Regions from separate parts of the Mus musculus genome. Here region 1 is linked to region 2. Evidence: chromatin contacts called from public HiChIP or PLAC-seq data. All regions are on one chromosome and are shown on one strand. The core of a region is the stretch at or near the end of the contact, and the rest is flanking DNA. Distances in the headings are between cores, read along the strand shown.

What was found. HiChIP or PLAC-seq counts read pairs in DNA pulled down with a chosen protein or histone mark.
Region 1: an H3K27ac HiChIP or PLAC-seq map of embryonic stem cells shows a contact between it and region 2, with 2.9 times the contacts expected there. The contact joins the promoter of 2400006E01Rik here to the promoter of Plk4 in region 2. A contact is called at or near these places in 1 of 39 promoter capture datasets (stem cell-derived epiblast-like cells), 1 of 115 datasets of contacts at active chromatin or transcription factors (embryonic stem cells) and 1 of 9 other capture datasets (embryonic stem cells).

What each region holds. Positions count from the first base shown.
Region 1 is chr3:41,527,088-41,529,787 of GRCm38.p6, reverse strand. 2400006E01Rik (RIKEN cDNA 2400006E01 gene) reads left to right here and starts at 1,314. Exons shown (of 6, transcript NR_130791.1): 1 at 1,314-1,389.
Region 2 is chr3:40,798,613-40,801,312 of GRCm38.p6, reverse strand. It overlaps Plk4 (polo like kinase 4), which reads right to left and starts at 1,362. Exons shown (of 16, transcript NM_011495.2): 1 at 1,030-1,362; 2 at 218-313. The coding sequence starts at 1,059.

The DNA.
Region 1 (2,700 bases), core at 65-2,564, 730 kb before region 2:
GGTATCCATGCCTAGCATTTAGAGATGGCCAATAATATTGTGCCTTGTACTTTCTTTGACACAGTCCCTAGTCTGTGTATGTCCTAAGACGTCTTCAAATAGAGGGGTGATTAATCGTGATTGTAATGGTTTAGACTTACGTAGGCTACCACTTTCCAGAGAACTGGGGAGGAATTGCACCTGCCCTGGCTGAGGACCAGGACTGAATAGAAAGAACTGAGTGGCATTCATTTCTCCCTGCTTCCGGCTGTGGATGCAATGTGACCAGCTGCGTGCTCTTGCTATGGCGTTTTCCCTACCATGATGCATTGTGTTTTCTCTTCTACCATAAGTCAATGGAACTTCCTTCCTTGAGCTGTTTTTGTCAGAACGACAAGAAGAGCAGTAGATAGAGAAAAGAAGAAGGCCGTGGGCAGTAAGAGGAACATCTACAGGCAAAACTACCCCTCACAGCTATTTACCAACTGACTGTTCCCATGGATGTCCTTGTTCTAGCTTTCCTACAGATAGACTCATGGTCACATGTTGTTCTGTACAGTCCAGAGAGCAATCTATGATAGCCGTGCAATTAGTTTTGAATGAGTGTGCTTATTAAGTATAGCAAGCAAAAGTATAAGAATAAATAACCGTAGATAGATAGCATCATCCAGTTGGAAGCTTGCAATCACTTAGCAGAAGCAGACTGGGGAAGCCCTGAAATTGGTGTGCTAGACTGGGCTGAGCCTCTTTTATGACGTCCCAAGCTGGGGAACTCTTGGGCATGTTTTCAGTATCAGGCATGAATTCCTTCCTGTGGAACAGTCCTCAGATCTAATCAGATGGCAGTTGATAAAACTCCTTAACTTTCCTGCTACTATTGTACCATGTACTTCTGGTGGGAACTGTCCTGATTTGAATGAGAGTATCCCTCATAGCCTCATGGATTTGAACACTTGACCCTCAGTTAGTGGTGCTGTTTTGGGAGATTTAGGAAGTATGGCCTTGTTGGGGGAAGTAGGAAACTTGAGGCATGCTTTCAGAATTTAAAGGCTCATGGAACTTCCTATTTTTTTCATGCTTCATGCTTGGGTCTCAAGCTTCTTGTTGCAGCAACCTGCATGTTGCCATAGCTCTCCACCATGAAAGTAATGAACTCTTATCCCTCTGGAACCATAAGCTCAAATAAACCCTTCCTGCTTTAAGTTGCTTTGGTCTTTTTTTTTTTTTTTATCACAGGAATAGAAAAATGTTGCAGGATTTTCCTGTCCAATCATATTAGGGCAGTGGGAGGCTTGTGATTGGACAGGAGAAGGGAGGCAGAGGGAGGAGTTAAGGAGACAGACAGAGAGAGAGAGAGATCTGAGGAGAAGAGGGAGAACCAAAATGGAGGCTGACGTGGTGTTATCAAAGGTTAGAATAATTGTGTTAAAGCTTTAGCATTATCCGACTCTGAAATTATTGTATTGTCATCTTGTAAATTGTGTTATTATTGATACATAAATCTGATTGGCTAATTAAGCAGTAAGAGTCTTGATTCTACGGGGTAATTAGGTGTTGAAATGGCTAACCAGGGGTGCGCAGGGAGTTGCATGAAAGCTAAAAGAACTCAGGGGACCCCCCCCCCCCCGCCGTCCGAGAGATGGCCTGGTGGAGCCATGTGGCCTAGCAGGGCTGGCGAGTTGGCGGGCAGAGAGACAGAGTGAGTGAGATCACCTGGCGCAGGGGCTCCAGAGAGTTGTGATTGGCAGGAGCGAGGGAGCGGGGCCTGGCCCCGCAGAGAGTTAATTCATTTTTTAATATTTCCCACAACAAAAAAGTAGCTAACGTACCAACCAAAAGCAATGGCGCTAATCTCTATCGCTTTGTGAGCCTCAGGAGCGGTCCTACTAACTCAGAATCCTACCCCTATCACTGAGATGTTCATGTAATGATCTGTGTTGTCTGCACTGGGCACCGAAGCATACTGTGTTCAGACTCCATTTTAAAAAGTTTGTGTGTGTGTGTGTGTGTGTGTGTGTGTGTGTGTGTGTGTGTGTAGATCCCAGCACCGAAGCATACTGTGTTCAGACTCCATTTTAAAAAGTTTGTGTGTGTGTGTGTGTGTGTGTGTGTGTGTGTGTGTGTGTGTGTGTGTGTAGATCCCAGCTGATGCTCTGCAGCTGTAACTGCCCAATACACATGCTGGGAAACAAACCCGGAGCCAACCCTGCAAGAGCAGCAAGTGCTCTTAACCGCTGAGCCATCCGTTGCAGCCCCCAATTTTTTTAAAATTACGTACATATTTAAAAATGTGTACATCATATTTGGTTTGGGGGGAGGAATGTTCATGTGGAGGTCAGAGGGCAACTTTGTAAAGTTAGTTCTCTCGTCACATCTTTGTATGAGCTTTAGGGATCCAACTCAGCTTATTGGATTTTCTTTCTTTTCTTTGTTTTTGTTTTTCCGAGACAGGGTTTCTCTGTGTAGCCCTGGCTGTCCTGGAACTCACTTTGTAGACCAGGCCTTGAACTCAGGCCTTGAACTCAGAAATCCGCCTGCCTCTGACTCCCGAGTGCTGGGATTAAAGGCGTGTGTCATCACGCCCGGCATATGGTACATTTTTTTAATAAGATGCCCAGACTGAGGAAATACCAAGTTGGCACTTTGGACACACCAGGAACTTCATGTAGACCTTTGCCTTTATGCCCAAATGCTTCTTGGGTGTTCTGAGGATAGCCATCA
Region 2 (2,700 bases), core at 113-2,612:
AGAGTCTCTTAAATGTCCTTAAATTCAGATGCTGTACTTAACAGCTGTCTTTTGGTTATGCAATGTATTATGCAATTATTACAAATGCACACATTTGGCAGGGTGGCAAGGTGCAGTCTTTAGCAGATAATGAGTGGGACATTTTAAATAGCATGCCTTCATTGCTCTCTAGTACCTTGCAAAAATACTGAAGAAACAATAACTAATACATTCTTACCATTTTGATTGCAACTTCCAAACCAGTGTGTATGGACTCAGCTCTGTAGACACCAGCAAATGATCCTTTACCGAGTAGATTTCCAACCTTAAAGTCCTTTTAAAAAAAAAATTAAGGATTACACGTGAGGAATCGCAGATCTAGAAAGTAAGAAAGTTGGGTAGGGGATGGGATGTGAAATGGGCCAAAGAGAAAAGGAGACATGGTTCAAGCAGCTGCCACACCTCGATGATGCAGGTGTCTGGGGTGGAAGGCATCTTGACGCTCTGAGAGATTTTCTGAGCTCCCTCCCTGATGGAGGCTAAGGACTCTAATGAGCTGGTTAGCTCGGGTCCCTCCTCTGGCCCACCAGGTTCCCGCCGCAGCTCCCGCCACGGTAACCGCCATCCCCGGGGAGGGGGCAAGCGGAGCGCGGCTTTGGAGGCGGGAGTGCGGACCCGACGCCAAGGGACCAGGACCGGGCGGGGCCCGCAGCTGGAGACACACCTGCGGGGTACAAGGCGCTCCCCTCCGGGCGGGGCTCCAGGGGGCGGGTCGCTTCGCCTGTCCCTCGGCGATCAGCCCCGCCACCGCCACCGCGCCTGCCCGCCTCATCCCCGCTTTACTAGTGTCACTGAGCACCAGTGAGCGCCTGAGCCAGACTGGGCCTCAGCCTCAGCCCGCTAACCCGTCTGGTCTCCCGTGTGTTTGTGCCGAGCCACAATGGACCTCCCCTCAGCACTGCGCTCGGTTCACCTCAGCTCACTGGGTCCCGGAATACCAGAGTCCGCCTCCATCGGACCTTCCCTCAGCTCCGCGCCCGCCGGCCTCACCTCGATCCTCTCCCCGATGCACGCCGCCATGTTCCCGAGCCGCCGGCGCCCGGGGCTCGGCCTTCTCGCAGTCCCTCCGAGGCAGCGCTCCGAGAAGCCAGCAGGTCTTGGCGCCCATCAGGACGCCTTCTCTACGCCGCCGCTGGCGACGCCGCCAACGCCACCGAAAGGTACCCCCGGTACCTCCCGAGGCCTGGGCGGCGCCCCGGAGCTCCCATTTTGAAAAATTCCCGCCGGTCTCCGAACGAGCCAGCCTGGCGGTGACGTCAGCACACTCTCCACTTCTTAGAGGCGGAGACCGACACGCATGCGCAGCAGGGGCTTTCCCTCGCTCTAGGCCGGAAGTGGGTTTTAAGTTTGACGGAAAGCGGTCAGTGTACGACTGACCGTAGCGCGGACGCTAATAATAGGTTACGTTTTGACCTGAAGGATAATAGGGCTTTGGCTTCCCGCAGAAAGTCTTTTAAATAAGTGTGTAGGTTTGGCCTAAAGAGAACTAGGGGGAAAAGTCCATTACTTTCCTTAGAACAGCCCCGAACCCGCCAGCCCACCATGTACACCGTTGTGCCATTTTCCTTTTTTACAGCTATTAATGTGTGGTGCTTTAAGATGAACTGTATAGGGAAAACACCGACTCTAAAGTAAAAAAAGCCTGGGGATGTACCTAAGTGGTAAAATGCTTTCCAAGCGTGGACATGTCCTTGGGTTCTAGTTTCTTCTTTCCCAGCAACCCGCTGCCCGGACAGATATTAAAGGTTGGACACAGCGACGCACTGGGGTTGAGTCAGTCCATTCTTGGACTCTAAGGAGTTCCAGGCTAACCTGGGCTACCAATCTTACAAATTTATTTTGAGCCATATGTGAGTGACCTAGGCTAAGTCATTTTCCTCTAAAAATGTTTTGAAGAAAGAGTAGTGGTATGGATCTTTACATTAGTTGCTAGTAAATAATCCGACAGGGGTTTGCTTTTTAGCCTAATTGTTTTGAGATTTTTTAATCAGATGCAAAAAGATCCAAAGTAGTGACTTGTTTTCTGAAGATCCTCAATAGTGTGTTCTCTCTGTGTCTGTGTTTTATCTCAACTCCTAATAGTGTTCCAATCCAGGTCTAGATTGCTATCCCCAAATGCCAGTGATTCCAGGACAAGAAGTGAGGCAAGGAAAGATTCATTTGGAAAGACAGCAAATCAGAGATGATGGCACCTGGGTGGTCAGGGGGTCTATCAACAAAGATGAGTCGTCTTAGTGGGGGCCTGTGTCTCCAAGGGCAATTTATAGTTAGGAATAAGAGGAATAGGCTAGCGGGCACTTTTAAAAGGTTCTATGCTGAGTGAGGTCCTCATTTAGGACCTTTTTGTCTTTGGCTGCAGTATCCTTGAGACAATTAAGGCCAACCTCCACACATATTTAAATGAACACGTTATCCTGCAAGCAAGGCATCACTTCACAAGTTTCATGCTTTTCAGACACTGTGCACATCTCAGGGGTAGGAGATACCGACATAGTGAGTGAGACCTAGCTGCTGTGGGAGAGAGCCATATTTGCCTATCAGTACTCAATGCTGTCAGCTAGCCTCCTGTTATCCACGTCCAGGGGCTCTGATGCCACCTTCTGGCTCCTATCGACATAGCACTCATGTACACAAACCTATACTCACATAAACTCACGTTAT